2 separate regions of the Mus musculus genome follow, and region 2 is linked to region 1. Evidence: chromatin contacts called from public promoter capture Hi-C data. All regions are on one chromosome and are shown on one strand. Each heading gives the region's core, a stretch centred on a gene start, on an enhancer-like site or on the middle of the called end of the contact. The rest is flanking DNA. Distances are from core to core; before and after follow the strand shown.

Evidence for each region. Capture Hi-C pulls out chosen DNA fragments and counts their contacts.
Region 2: a promoter capture Hi-C map of liver shows a contact between it and region 1, with 3 times the contacts expected there. The contact joins the promoter of Nelfcd here to the promoter of Cstf1 in region 1. A contact is called at or near these places in 2 of 39 promoter capture datasets (liver and pre-B cells) and 1 of 9 other capture datasets (liver).

Annotation. Positions count from the first base shown.
Region 1 is chr2:172,367,667-172,375,609 of GRCm38.p6, forward strand. Cstf1 (cleavage stimulation factor, 3' pre-RNA, subunit 1) reads left to right here and starts at 3,337. Exons shown (of 6, transcript NM_024199.2): 1 at 3,337-3,361; 2 at 5,263-5,463. The coding sequence starts at 5,295. It overlaps Aurka (aurora kinase A), which reads right to left and starts at 2,904. Exons shown (of 9, transcript NM_001291185.1): 1 at 2,807-2,904; 2 at 1,320-1,366. The coding sequence starts at 1,361.
Region 2 is chr2:174,412,032-174,419,974 of GRCm38.p6, forward strand. Nelfcd (negative elongation factor complex member C/D, Th1l) reads left to right here and starts at 3,773. Exons shown (of 15, transcript NM_020580.3): 1 at 3,773-3,925. The coding sequence starts at 3,839.

The DNA of each region.
Region 1 (7,943 bases), core at 2,087-4,586:
GAGGCTGAGGCAGGAGGGGCACTGACTGAGTTCTAGGCCAGCCTCTGCGCCTGAGGCAAACTTTATTGTTACTGAAAGTTTATATCAAATCCTTGCAGCAATTTTACGTTTAGGAGAAAAGACGATAGAATCATCCTCAAGCAATTTTGAAAAAAAAAAAACAGTCTAAATCTAAGGTTATGCTGGGCTTCCAGGGCGTATTGCCGTTCTCTCAGATCATCCATCCCCTGGGTCTTTCTATCACAGCACTTATTTGACCACGTCTCACTGTGTAATCCTGGCCAGTCCCAGACTCACAATATAGAACAGCCTGGCCTCTATCTCAGTCTGCCCACTACTGACTCCTAAATACTGGGATTAGAGGTGTGCCCACCAAGCCCCACCCAACAGAAATATTTTTTAAGAATGTTATCTCCAAAACTAAAATGCATAGAAATTATGTTTTTCAATAGGAAAAAAAGGACAAAGAAGACCACGGAGGCCTTGAAAACAATCACTACTGCACGGGATGATCTGTGTTGTGTCAGTCTTAACGAGATCTTAAGACTAAACTAATCACACTCAGAGACGCTGGCACTCCCTCCTCCTTAAATGAGGCGCTCAGGATCCACCATGAGCTCAGAGGGTCTGAGGTTTCCACAGCAGAGCCATTTCCTGAAGAAACAGAGGCTCAGGTAGCCTCCAGGCAGGGTCAACCTAAAGTTTCTACCCAAAGCCACGGAGGAAAGGATTCGATTCCACGAGCACTGTACAGATTTGCTCAGGGACTAAGGTCTTTTACAGCCAAGCCTAAGGACCTGGGTTAGGGTCTCTGGACCCACTCTGACAAGTTGCTCTCTGACCTACACAGTGGCATATGCATAGGTGCACACAAACAAAATGCACATCATTTAAAAAATACCGATTGTGGGGGCTGGAGAGATGGCTCAGCGATGAAGAGTACTGGCTACTCTTCCAGAGGTCCTGAGTTCAATTCCCAGCAACCACATGGTGGCTTATAACCATCTGTAATGCCCTCTTCTAGTGTGCATGAAGACACATTCATAGTCATAAAATAAGCAAAGAAATCTTTTGTTTGTTTTCGTTTTGGGTTTGCTTTTTGTTTTGTTTTGTTTTTAGTTTTTTTCAAGACAGAGTTTCTCTGTGTAGCCCTGGCTGTCCTGGAACTCACTCTGTAGACCAGACTGGCCTCAAACTCAGAAATCCGCCTGCCTCTGCCTCCTTGCATCCCCAGTGTTGGGATTAAAGGCATGCGCCACCACGCCCGGCAGAAATAAATCTTTTAAAAGCCGAAATTGTAAATACAGGTAATTCTGTACCTTAACAGGCCTGGAGACACAGTTTTCTTTACATCTGTCCATGTCACCTGAAAAAGGAAACAAGAGCCTTTCTTTTAGGAGGAGTCCAAGTCCTTCACCTTCGGATCTACACCAAATGACCTTGATGGTTCTCACTCAGCTCAAAGATTTACTACAAGAAAGTTGCACATGCCACAGGGTTCCCCTTTTCAGATCAGGGAAGCTAGGCAGGAGGCAGAAGCCCTGAGCAAAGGACTGCAGTTGCAGCTACCTCACACTCCTGGGCCCCAGACCAAGGTTAATAACCAGCCCTGCAGTTTAGCTTTCCCATAATAGCTACACCAGGGTCTTATCCCTAAGAGGTTTCTATTTCCTGTATTTGCAGTGGAGCCAGGATTTGTTTGTTAGGTTTGGATTTTTTTTTTGAGACAGGGTCTCCCTGGGTAGTCCTGGCTGTTCTGGAACTCATTATGTAGGTAGACCAAGCTGGCCTTGAACTCACCGAGTTCCTCCCTCTGCCTCCAAAAGGCTGGGATTAAAAGAATGCAAGACCACACCTAACCTTTATGTTTGTGGTAGAGACAAGAGTTCCATGGATCCCAGGCTGGCCTTGAGCATGCTATACGGTGGAGGATTACTCTGAACTCCTGATCCTCCCGCCTGCAGTTCCGCAGTGCTAGGACCACAGAGGTCATCACCATCCTCGGGGTTCCAAGTGCTGGGAATGGAATCCAGGGCTGGCTAGGCAAGCACCCTACTAACTGAACTACATCCCCAGACAGGCTCTCACTTATTAGCTGTGGCTGGCCTTAAATCGAAGGCTAACCTCCTGCCTCAGACTGCTGATGTAAGCAACCACACATTTAGGTGTGTGTGTGTGTGTGTGTGTGTGTGTGTGTGTGTGTGTGGTGGGGATGGAGGTGTTGAGGTAGGGACGTATGTGGATGTAATTTAGGCTGGTTTTTCGGACCTACTGTGTAGCTGAGGATGACCTTTGACTTGATCCTGCCTCCACCACCTTACTGTTGGAATAAACAGCGGCGGCCACCACGAAGGCAGTGTTCAATCCTAAAACTTCTGGAATATTCTACAAACTGAGCTTTAGCGGGTCTGCGCTTTGAAACAGACCCTCAAGTAGTCCCGACATAAACTGCTCAGAAGGCTGCGGGAAGAGCAGCACCAGTCCTGGGCACTCTACGAGGGAACTCCCGTTCATCCACAGACTCGTCGAGTCGACTTAGACTCTGATTCTCCACCCGAAGCAGTCCCCAATAAGCCGCAGTTCCCGCATCCACCATCGGTTTGCAAATTACTCGGTTAGCTGATGGTCTGGATCCCCATTCCCACAAGAACCTAAAACCAAGCCGGGAAATCTTAAACGTCTGGACCTTTCTTAAACAGAATGCAAACCCACTGAGACAGTCCATTACCCCGACGCCACACAGCCTTCCCTATCCGTTTGCAGCATCCAGGCTCGCCCTCAACAGCCATGTCCCTTTCCAACTCACAGGCAGGAACCTGCTCCCGACCGAAGCCTCCAAGCGATCCCGGTAGCTCAGCCGTTACAATTCAAAGGTTCTCCTTTTAAAATAGGAGTCAAACCCTCTACTCCAAGAGCTGATTGGCTAGAGCCGGAGCAATGCCGTTCTGTGATTGGCTCACCGTAAACGCGACTATGGGAAGCTCGTTCCCTGCCGTAGCTGGGCGCAGGCGCACTGAGCTGTCGGAGCCCGGAAGTGGTGCACCAACGGCCCGTCCGATCTGCGGCCGTTCTATCGCCCGCCGTGCTCCCCAGGATCAGGCGTTCGCCAGTCACACACAGCCCTTTGGATTCAAGGCAGTCGCGGAGGTGATTAGTTCGGAGACGGTGAATGAGCGTCTCGAACGTGCCAGTGAGTAAGATGGCGAGAAGGGCAGACTTGCGAGGGAGCAGGGATGCTCGGCGCTCGGCTGCATGCCCTTTGCACGTGCGCACTGGGTGTGCACTCCGAGCGATCGATCGGGCACGATTCGCTCCTCCATTTTTCTAGAAGAGAGCGGGAGACCGAGACCCTGATCTGCGGGTACGGGGTCAAGGGGGCGTAAGGAAGCGGGCTAGTGTGGTTGGCTAGGGTCTGTAGTGGATCACGTGAAGGACCGGGGCTAACGGAGAGGATGGCAGGAGGCCGCTCGCCCCAAGTCCGTGTCCTAGAGTTGGCCGGCCCGGCCTGCACCCCGGCTCTCAAAGGGCCTCGGTCCCGGTGGGTCCAAGCCGGAATTCCGCCCTGAGCAGAAGTGGTCGCGCGGCTTCGCTTTGGGCCCCCTGCATTCCCCGGTGTTAGCTTTCCGGGGGCGAGCTCCTCCGGTCTCGTGCCTCGGTGTCCCCTCCGGGAAGGATATAAGTTATCTGTGTCCCATTGGAAGTTAAGCGGGGAGTTAAGTAAAGGCTCAACCTCCTTCTCCCACCCCCGTTTTCTTTAAATGTCGTGATACAACCCCAGATGTTTCCTGACAGGAGTAAAGATGATAGGTCAAATGGTTAAGTTCTGGGCTCTGGAGTGTGCAGGCTCCCCCTCAACTTTGAGGGGAAGGGGAGGGCTTAACTTGAACGGGTGCCCTAGATTCTTAGAACACATTTCACCCTCTGTTGTGTCCCAATATCTTATGCAGGGGTAGATTTGTATTCATTTCTTTCTTTTTAAAAAAAAACTTATTTAGCTTTATTTTACATGCATTGGTGTCTAGGTGGCAGGCCCCTTGGAACTGGAGTTAGAGACAGTTGTAAGCCGCCATGGGAATTGAACCCAGGTCCTTTGGAAGAGCAGACAGTGCTCTTAACCACTGAGCCATCTTTCCAGCCCCCATTTCTTTCTAATGAACACGAATATATTGAATAGCTTCGTTTAGTGATTGGATGCTAATTAGGTGCTTGGCACCGCATCTGCCAGTAGGACCTGCATGGTGTTATTATTGTTAAGAACTCTGGTCAGTACTATGCTGTGTGGCCTTGCTAGTCATTTGGTTTAAAACTGAGCCCGGGGTGTCTGTCAGCAAGCATTGTAACTCTTGGCTGTTTCTCCAGGCTACCTTCTTGCTTGATGTCTCCAGACTCCTATAGTCAAACATCTAACCACACACATACTTATCAAATTACCCACCCAGGTTGATTAAGAAATCAGTTTTGTTTGGAGAGCTTAGATCTTAAGAGTATAATGTGTTTGGATTTTTACATTTATTTGTTTTGATGGTAATCATTTTTTTGTTTGTGATAGGGTCCCACTATGTAGTCCTGGCTGGCCTGTGATAGGGATCTATAGACAAGGCTGGTCTCAATATCACAGGGATCTGCCTGCCTCTGCATCCCAAGTGCTGGGAATAAAGACATGGGGCATGTGCTTGACACATTTTTATTAAGCAGTTTAACTTAGGATCTTCCCAAAGCATTGAACTTAGCTTATTTTTTCATTCTGTTATCCTTATTTGTTTTTTATGATGTATTTGTGTGTTCATGTACTACCTCATCAAGTTGTATAATTATAATAATGAGCTCGGTTGCCTGGAAACAAGTTTTAAAAATAAGCACAACAGTCACTAGTAGATTTACATTCCAGCTGGTGTAAAGTGGTCCAGGCAGCCACCGAAACATTGCAGACTCCACAGTTGACAGAAGAATCGGAGGGATAGCAACAGGGAATAAAAGTTTATCAGCGAAGAGAAGATGGTCAGGGATCCTACTGTATCTATCAGTGATGTTATTTTAATAGTTTCTTTATGCACTTTCTGTGCACCATTTTGATTAAACTCCAGTAACTTAGGTAACAGCTGAGGAGCCTGAACAGAGAAAGCAAGGTCGCCATCCTAAGATAAAACACCTACTGAAGCTGAGATTGAAGTGTGTGTTACGCCTGGCCTAGGAGCCCTGTGTTTCCAGGGCCTGGGGTGTGCCTCTCCCTGCCTTTTACTCAGTGCCTGGTTTCTCTTGCAGCGGTCAGGGAAACTGTCATACTCTTCTGCAAAATGTACAGAACCAAAGTGGGTTTGAAGGACCGGCAGCAGCTCTACAAGCTGATCATTAGCCAGCTGCTCTACGACGGTTACATTAGTATCGCCAATGGCCTCATCAATGAGATCAAGCCCCAGTCGGTGTGCGCCCCCTCGGAGCAGCTCCTGCATCTCATCAAGCTAGGTAAACCGTGGGTGTGGATTCCAGAAGGACGGTCTCCAGGCTTGCCCGGGGCAGTTTATGAAATCACTCCTGTGTACCTTCAATGTGGATGTATGCAGAATACAGTGGTGGTACTGAAAGAGTGGGTGGAGTCCAGGGGACGAAGCTGCTTCTCATATATTGTACCCATCTGCCGGGCACTCCCCTCAAGTCCCAGCTCAGGACTCACGGCCCTCTCACCCCTATAAAGATTACCCTGTCTCCTCCATGCTCCTCCGCTTGGTTCCCTACTTAACAGACACTGCTTGCTTTGTTCTTTGTCTCAGTTCCACGCCGTCTTCACCTTCCCGTTCCATACTCACCAGGTAGACCAGAATTTCTGTTGATATTAGGATCGTGGGTTAGCCATTGATACCTGTTGAAATAAATAATTTATAAAGGGACCTGGTGCTGGCAAGTTCCAGCTACCCACCCCAAAGATTTACACACACCCACAGCCTTTATGTTTGACATGCCTTAAGCATCACTGCTGCTGGGCCACTTCCTAGCCTTACTAAATTTTATATTCTACCTTGGCTGCCCTGGACCCAGAGGGCTGCCCAGCTGGGCTGCACTCTCCTGGCTTCTTCACCCAGCCATGCCTCGCTGTCCTCCACTCTTCTCAGGCATTGTCTCCTCCACCTTCTCTTCCTGGCATGGTGGATCTCCTCCCTCTTCTCTCAGTCAGGAATCCTAAAAGTCCCACCTCTGTCCTGCCCAGCCATTGGCTGCTGACATCTTAGTGTCTTAGTGTGGACAGTCATATAAGCAGTTTTGGAGACACAAATCAACATTATAATGCACTCAGCATAGGCCAAACCCACTACAGATACCTGCCTTACCCCCTCCGCAGTGTTTGAAATCCCCCAGCTGCATCCAACGTTACTCCGAACATTTATGGGAAGTTTGTTTTGTTTCAGGTTGCTTTCAGTCTATTTCCTGCTTTCAGCAAGTGATTACCACACACGCACACACACATGCACATAGGGAGAGGTGTTTTAAGACTTTAATTCTAGATATCCTTAAAAGTGTATAATGTTGGGTTGGAGAGATGGCTCAGCTGTTAAGAGCATGACTGCTCTTCCAGAGGTCCTGAGTTCAAATCCCAGCAACCACATGGTGGCTCACAAACATCTATAATGATATCTGATACCCTGTTCTGACACATAGGGTATATGCAGATAGAGCACAAAATGTATGCATAAAGTAAATAAATGATCTTTTTTTTAAAAATACATGACATTGAAGCAATATAATATTGAAGACTTGTTCTGATGGGTTGTATTTAAATTTTTTAAACAGCCAGGCAGGTTCGTAGTTATAGCTGAGGCCGCTTTGTTTTGTAAAGCAGGAGTTGAGACCACAAGAGTTCTTGATGTGCTTCGAGTCCCTGTACCAATTACTGTTATTTTTATGTGATACATGAGGTTATGTTTAATCCAACCCTCTCCTGTTTGTTATGAGGGATGATTTTTATTATTTTGTGTGTGTTGTTTGCATGTTTGTGCATATACTATATGAATGCCTGATGCCTACAGAGGCTAGAAAAGGTCACCCAGTCTCCTAGAACTGGTATGAGTGGTTGTGAGTCACCAAGTGGATGGTGGCAACTGGACCCAAGGACAGCAAGCACTCTTTACCATTGAGCCATCTTCCCAGCCTCTTTGTTTTATTTTGAAGACAAGGTTTCCCTGTGTAGCCCTGGCTGGCCTGGAACTTAAATTATGTAGACCAGGCTGGCCTCTGCTCTCTGCCTCCTGTGAGTGTTGGGATTAAAGGTGAGCACCGCCGGGCTTGGTGGAACACGCCTTGAATCCCAGCACTCGGGAGGCAGAGGCAGGCGGATTTCTGAGTTCGAGGCCAGCCTGGTCTACAAAGTGAGTTCCAGGACAGCCAGGGCTATACAGAGAAACCCTGTCTCGAAAAACCAAAAATAAAAATAAATAAAGGTGAGCGCCATCATGCCCAGCTATTTGTTTACCTGCTTGCTTGCTTGCTTGCTTGCTTGCTTGCAATAGGATTTCATGTCTCCCAGGCTACCATGAACTCAATATGTATATTAAGTTGTGGATCTTAAACTCAAGATCCCCCTGCCTCAGACTCCTAAATTCTGGGATTACGGGCTATGTCATAAATAACAATAGCCCTAAAGGTTAGAGTTGAAGGCTGGAGGACTAGCTCAGTGGAAGCCTATTTGCCTGGCAGGTGTGAGGTCCTGGGTTGTCCTCAGCAGCACAGAATAAACCAAGTGTTGTTTTCCATTCTGAATGGGAAAGATGGAATAATGGCCACACTGCTGCTTGCGTTGCACTTTGTTGTCTGGTTAGAGCAAGTGAATGGCTGTGGAGGCGGAAATCCCCTTTCCCAGCCCACTCTGCCCATGGAGTGCGCCTCACATAGCATGGAATGGACAGGGCTCACGATCCATCCGCTCCAGGATGGGTCTTTGCATTTACAGATCT
Region 2 (7,943 bases), core at 2,523-5,022, 2.0 Mb after region 1:
TATTTATATGAAGTGGTGTTCTTGGCATTGACAATTATAAAATCAAAATATCAATCAACTCTGGAAACACTTAAAAAAAAAAACTCTACATCCTGTAGGATCAAATCTTAAACCAAGATTTAATTTCTTATGCAACGATTAATAAGCACAGAGGTCTTGTTAGCATGCAAATTTGTTTTCGTCTTTAACAAATGCTGAAAGTACATGCATACTGAGGAATTATTTGTTTTTGAGGCAGTCTCACATAATCCAGGCTGGCTTTGAGCTCACTGTTCAGCCTAGGATGACCTTGAGCCTTTTATTCTTCTGCCTCCACCCTCCAAGTGCTGGGATTATAGGTATGTGTCACTACACCCGCTTTATGTGCAGGGATTTGAATCCAGGCCTTCCAGAGGAGTGGGTTGGTAACCATTTACCAACTGAACTACATTTCTGGGCCCTAAAAAAATGTTCTATGGGGCTGGAGAGATGGCTCAGTGGTTAAGGGCACAGACTGCTCTTCCAGAGGTCCTGAGTTCAATTCCCAGCAACCACATGGTGGCTCACAACCATCCGTAATGGGAGCCAGTGCCCTCTTCTCTGTGTCTGAAGACAGCTACAGTGTAGTCATGTACATAGGATAGATACATCCTTAACAAAAAGAATTGTTTTGAGATAAATCTATGATTTACTATTGGTAACTGACTTGCACGTCTCTTCTATGTACAGCTGTACTCAGGGTGAAGTAAGATCTTCTCTGGTGAGAAGAAGTGACAGCCAGGGACTAGGCCCCAGACCAGTTTGAGCTTCGGTAGTCACTCAGGTGAGAGTTGGTATGAATCTGAACTCAGGTGTTGGCAGCGAAGATGGAGACCTATGGAAAGATGTGACAAGCTTCACAGGAGTGGAAGGGAACACAAGTGAGAAGTGACTTGCAGGTGTCTGATGTGGGTGACTATGGAGGTGACCACCTGAAAGGGCAAGGACTAAGCTTGGGGGTTCTCCTGGAGATGCTGCAGTGCCCTTCGGATCTCTAACAGTGAAGCTAACAGTCAGTTTGCTGGTTAAATACTCAAGACCAGACACTTTGAGAAGACATGGAAGCTGACAATGCAAATGAGGGTTCACAGCATATAGTGGTCTGGAAGATAAGGGGTGGGTGAGATTTCCTAGCAGGAGGAAGTAGGAGAGAGGTCCATGTCCAAGTCTCAGGGCCCAAGAGCGACAAACCAAGGCGATGGACAGCAGGAACAGCTTGTGAGGAAGTCCAGGGAGGCTGGTGCTGCAGACACCCTCTCCCGGCTCTCCCCACCCCGACTTTATGTTTTGACGTGTCCCCAGGCTGGGGGCAAGTGCTTCCCTGCTGAGGCCCCTCAGTGACCCCACTGTCAACATGCGTCTCTCTTCTCTCCTCACCCTTCAGCTTCAGGACCTTAAGTCTCAACATTTCCCTGGAAAACTTCCGAATGACCCCTGCTTTAGGCTTCTGCCTTCCTTCCTATCTGTGACAGATTCCCCTTTCTCTCTTCTCTTTCCTAGTGATTGACAGGCTGTGTGCCCAGCTCAGGTCTTAGCCCATGCTACCTGGGAGGCACTCACTGAATATTTCTTTAATGGATCACATGAGACCACAACTTCTAGCTCTCATAGACCTCTTTTTTTTTATTTTAAAGATTTATTCATTGTATGTGAGTATACTGTAGCTGTCTTCAGACAGGCCAGAAGAAGGTGTCAGATCTCATTACGGGCGGTTGTGAGCCACCATATGGTTGCTGGGATTTGAACTCAGGACCTTCAGAAGAGCAGTCAGAGCTCTTACCTGCTGAGTCATCTCTCCAGCCCTCCCATAGACCTCTTAACCAAGGGAACAAATAACTAGAGGATTAATTTCAGGTAATGAAAGCTAAGGAAATCAGGCTGGATGAGTCTTTCCAGAGAACAGTAGTATCTCAGGAGGCTAGCGATCAGTTATTCTAGCAACAGTGACATAGGCTGGATGCAATGCTGCTAGGCTTGTTAACCACTGTCATAATTAGCCATTTATTGGTTAAGGGAGAGGTGAGTTAGACAATCCCTGCTTCTGTACGTGCAATTAATTATTCATAAATGAATCTGCCTGCTTTCCACTCAGACAGTATCTAAGAGCCATAGTTGGAATTTAACAGACATTCATTATTCCCAACATTTTCAGAAAACAAATAAAAATGAGCCTGAAACAAATCCATAGCAGGGCACTCCTGAACTTAAAGCTCCTTCATCATGTGAGCTGGATCTAGACCCACCAAGCAGAGAGATGGAAAGTGGTCCTTCCACCATCTGCAAAGAAGCCTTTCAGGGTTGCCTCCAATGGCCTCAGCCTGAACACATCTTTGTCCCCAGGCAGAAACCTACCTCCTGCTGGGCTATCTGTGAGTGTACAGACTGGAAGTCTAAGTAGCCTCTTACCAGACCATTCCTTGCCTTTCCACCTTCCTCCTCACTCCCTGCAACTCTGGTTTCCTCCCTCCTCTCCATAAGTCCTCTTTGGGTGTAGCAAATAGCTAGACATTCCAGATATATCTGTTCCATCACTTTCCTTAAACAAAAATCCAGATGAACTTTTATAATAACTAATTCCTGCTGACTACCTGCTAACTCTGTGTCTAGTGCTTCAATGTGCCATCGGACTAAAGCCTTGCAAGTGGTTGTCACCTTGGGTGGCTCTGGCATCAACTACAATGCAGGGTGCCACAAGCTCTGGTGGGGGACTTTCTTCACCAGGTTATTTGGAATGGAAAGAGCCACCCTGAGCATCTTGGGAAAGTCTCTTCTATCATTACAGACTATTTACTTTGGTTATCCAGTATTATCATTTCTCCCCTTTGTTTGCAGGCTAGCTCCCTCGGATCATGGGTGGCAAAGTGGCAAGGATCTCGTCCCTGAGTACGTCACTGTACTCCAGGTGTTATCAATGATCCAGGCACTTAGGAGTTATTCAACAAACACTTGTCAAATGATGGAAGGAAGGAAGAAGTAAAATAGCATTCCAACAGCTCTGCAGACAGTGCCTGAGGACTGTACTACATGGCTGGCTCTTTTCTCTAGCCTCTCCTCACTGTCTGCATCCAGAGCCCATGGTGTTAACCTCCCCGATCGATGATTTGGGGCCACCTGCCAGGAGGCCTCTCCAGGTATCTTCAGTCTAGGTGTTCAGTGGGTCCACTTTTCCAGAGCCCAGTCATGGCTTTTGTAGGCTGTAGGGCCTCCTCCACTGGAAATATGTTTTATATCTCGCTCTGCAATGCACCGAGTACTTTTTGCCCATAGTAAAAGAAATCCGAACATTTCTGTGATACCTGCTCGGTTGGCAGCTGCACTGTCCAGGCAAAGCTTAAGCTCACTGAAGGTTCGAGGTTTTTATAGCAACTGGAAGCATGCTTGCACTTCCGAGTGAGACCCTGTCTTTTTTTTTTTTTTTTTTTTTTTTGAGACAGGGTTTCTCTGTATAGCTCTGGCTGTCCTGGAACTCACTTTGTAGACCAGGCTGGCCTCGAACTCAGAAATTCGCCTGCCTCTGCCTCCCGAGTGCTGGGATTAAAGGCGTGCGCCACCGCGCCCGGCGAGACCCTGTCTTAAAAAGGAGAAAAGGTAACTTGGAAGTGTTCTGGGCAGACATAAAGCTGTGACTCAAGCCATCTTGCTCATGAGAGATCCTACAAGGTGTTTCCCCGCCCAGCAGGCCAAAGACTAGGCCACGCCTCCTCTGTAACCACGCCCCTTTCCAACTCCGCCTCTCTAGCCTTGCCTGAGGCCCAGAACCGCGCACGCGCTCTTCCATTTGTTGTGTCCGGCGCACGCGCAGTGAGGAGACGCGGCAGATATGGCGGGTCCGGCGCCGGGTACAATTATGGGAGAAGACTACTTCGGGAATGCCTCAGAGTGGGGCGAAGAGGCAGACGGCGGCCAGGTGAGAGGGCCGTAGGCGTTCCGCCAGGAAGCCGGGTTTGTGTCCTGTCCTCGCGGCTCCTGCTCCGGCCAGACCCGGGTACGGGGACCCGTGACCCTTGACTCCCTGACCTCCGACCCCGGACCCTAGCAAAGCGGGTCCAGGAACTGCACTCAGGGCTTCGGGCCGGTCCTGCCCCGTTAGGGACCTCAGTTTCCCATGCATTCCGATTCCCAGTGACACCTGGGGCTGATCTCTGCGAAGCAGAAGCCATGGTGCCCGAGGGGGCAGGACAGACTCTAAGGGAGAAGTGGACCACAGTGATACAGTGAACAAACTAACTCCAAACTCCAGCAGCATTCTGGGGTTGGGAAAACACTCTCCGGTGCTGGACAGACCAAACTTTTTTTTCCACTTTTGGGTGATTTCATTCATCCTTAGAGTACAGGACAGGAAAGATCTCGTAGCCCCGACTGTCCAAGATTTGGGTGAGAGATGGGGAACGGGTATCGTTCAGTGTCCCCCCAAACACCAGGGTTAGGAAATCAGAAGTCCACCCAGCTGTATGACTGACTTAAGCCTCCCATATCCTTCTGGACAGTGAGTAGGGGCCCTGGAATTTGGCTTTTCTACAGGAAGTGAGATGAGCTTTGAATGAATATGGGATGCAGTGAGGTATACCAGTGGAGTGGTCAGTGGTGCAGTGAGGGTGATGGAGGAAAGGTGAGGGGTTTCTGGAACCGAGTGAGGGAAGCCCTCCGTGGTTGGTTGGTTGGTTGCTGGACCAGGAGCTGTCAGTCATCAGTTGCAGCTTCCAGGGGTCCTATAGAGCTAGCTGCTGACCAGTAGGACATAAGACCCTGGGCATCTGTTTGTATGCTAGAGCATACTACATCACTTGGGAACTCGGAGGTGGATATATAGAGTTGGATTTAGCTAATTTGGATGTTGGGCTAAGTGCTTTTGTGTGGTATCGCAGGCTAGGCGCTAGAGCAGCAGTTCTCAACCTGTGGGCTGTGACCCTGTGGGGGTCATATCAGATATCTTGCATATTCACATTGTGATTCCTAACAGTAGCAGATGACAGTTATGAAGTAACAACAAAAGTAATTTTACAGGTGGAGTTCACCACAGCATGAGGAACTGTGTTGAAGGGTTGCAGCATTAGGAAGGCTGAGAACCACTGTTCTAGAGTTTGAATTGAGTGTTATTCATAAGTAAAATAAGGCAGAAAGACTCAGCCACCTGCCCAGGGCATAAGGAAGGAAAGAAGACTCAGAGTGATGTCCTTTGTGTCACTTAAGTGGCTCAGTAACTGAGGTGGTTCAGATTCAGTAAGAGTCGGGGATGGCTTAGCGAGTACTGTGCTTGCCACAGGAGCACTAGGTCCTGAGTTCAGAAACTATCATCCACATAAAAAGCTCTTGTCTGTAATCCAGCACCGGGGGATCCCTGGAGCCCCCTGGCCAGCCAGCTGAACCGTCCGTGTTACCGAGAGACCTTCAAAAAGGGGTGTGGAGAGTGACTGGAGAAGACACCCAACCTTGATCTCTAACATCTACACACAGACAATGTACACACAGGAACATCTCAGGAGACCACACAGACACAAGAAAGTACTCTGTGGATTAGCTTGGTGGTTGTCGTCCATGTTCTGTGTCTGTTGAGGGTTAGGCGTGCCAGGCCCTGGCCTAGAGTCCACTGAATTTCAGTCCTTTTTTTTTTTGTTTTTGGTTTTTCGAGACAGGGTTTCTCTGTGTAGCCCTGGCTGTCCTGGAACTCACTTTGTAGACAAGGCTGGCTTCGAACTCAGAAATCTGCCTGCCTCTGCCTCCCAAGTGCTGGGATTAAAGGTGTGCGCCACTATACCTGGCACTGAATTTCAGTCTTAGTGACGCTGGTTTGACCTGTTGACCCTAATGTGTTCTCTCCAATGAGAGGGATGAGCTAGTGGGGTGTCACACCTGTGACTTAGGTGTCCTGACTGTGGTTCAGCACGCCTGTAGGTGGGAATGTGACAGTGTGAAAACACTGCACACCCCTGCGCTTTGCCCACTTGCTTCATCTCTATTCTCTGACTGTACTTGAAGGGGCGAAAGTCCAGAGGGCTGGAGGATGGAGACTTGAGCTGGGTCCATCTTCCCTGGTTTGGGGACAGGACGAGGTAGAGAGCCTACAGTGCTGTTGAGTCCGGATGGTGGGAGCTCAAAGCAATTGACTTATAGACACTTAGATGAGTTGTCCACAGGATGTACACGGGACTGATGGTAGCTGAGACTGCACAGGTAAGCAGGACAGGGTTACATCAGAGCTGGGGTTCTTTTCCCTGCCGAGGGAAACAGGAAACTAAGCAGCTAGGTCAGATTTGTGACTTAACGAGGGTAGCATCGACGTGAAAGGTGATTTCGTGGGGTCACAGATTGAGGCAGGCGTATGGAGGTGTTGCTGCAGGAAGCATCCTGGACCCTCGAATGGGAGATGGAGTGCGGGGGGTGGGGGGGCTTGCTGGCAGACAGTAGGAGGGAAGGGAGAGGAGGAGAAACTGAGGACACATCCAAGGTTTCTGGGTGGCACATGGCTGACTAGAGGAGTCATTTATTGAAGTCTCGTTGTGCGGGCTGCTCTGTTTCCAGGCAAAGACCGGATCAGTTGAACTTGAGAGTTCAGAGTCCTGTTGGGATGTAGAGTGGGAAAGGGTGTTGCATGCTTCCATCTGAAGTGGTCAAGACAGGTCCAGCCGGCTGAAGCTGTAGACATGAGAGAGGCTTCAAGGCCTGGTGTGTCGGAGAAATATTGTCAGGGTGGGGGGCAGGGTAGAAGCCTGGCAATGCTGACATCGTTTGAGTGGCTCTTAGATTGAAGTGCAACCTTCTGCAGGCACCCTTTAGAGATGTGGTCCGAGAGAATACACCCCAGCCATCAGAATGAAGTCGGTGGACTCTGTCTGCTCCTAGCACATTGCTGTCAGAGAGTCTAGACCACTGGGACAAAGTTCTTGTAAAGAGCCACATTGTATGTGTCTTAGGTTGTGTGGGGCTGTTTCATAACTACTTAACAACCAGATTAGGAGAAGTAGTCACGGATAATAATGCACAAGAGTGGCTATAATTGTGTTTCAATATTTTCTTTACGAGAACAGGGAGAGGATTGAGTTTGGCTCTTTTGCTGGTTCCTGGCCTGGCTCTTACCTCATCATGTCAGTTGCCTGGAGGTTGGCCTCCTACTTTGCGAACTCCTCCCATGGAAACACTATGTCTTGTATTTTTCAGGTTCCCAGACTCAGTGCAGTCATTGTTACAGAGTATCTGCTTGCTATTTTGACGACAGCTTTGCAGCCAGACAGACCTGAGGTCACTCGGTCCACCATACCATGTATTTGTTTTTGTTTTTTTATTGGCTTTTTTTTTTTCTTTTTTCGAGACAGGGTTTCTCTGTGTAGCCCTGGCTATCCTGAAACTCACTCTGTAGACCAGGCTGGCCTTGAACTCAGAAATCCGCCTGCCTCTGCCTCCCAAGTGCTGGGATTAAAGGTGTGCGCCACCACTGCCCGGCTCATACCATGTATTTGTTAGCAGGTCAGACAGCCAGCGTGGGTGGCCTCCAGCTAGAAGTATGTCTAAATCTAGACAAGCCTGTCATTTGGAGGGTTGGTGATAGTAAGTGTAACTTGGTGGCTCTTACTGTCAAGAGTCACTCTGTTAGTCTTTACTGGAGAGCATCGGGGAGCCGGTGTGGAGTAGTGTCGGTGGCTGACTGTTGAGCTGAATGTCAGCTGTCACTCTTGGTCCTCCCTAGGCCAGCTCATAGACCCCACTCCTGACTGGAATGGAGTCATGAATGCCTTTGTTGAAAGAGAATGCCAGGCCTGGTGTACAAGACTCACCACTGTGGACCATCCAGCAGATAGCGTGCTTGGTGTGGTTCCTGACCCCTTTGAAGCTGCCTCTTGTCTAGCTCACATCGTGAGGTTGTTATAGGGTCAGATGAGATCATGCGTGTGACACTTTGAAAATGGTCTTTGAGATCTCTAGAGCAAGAT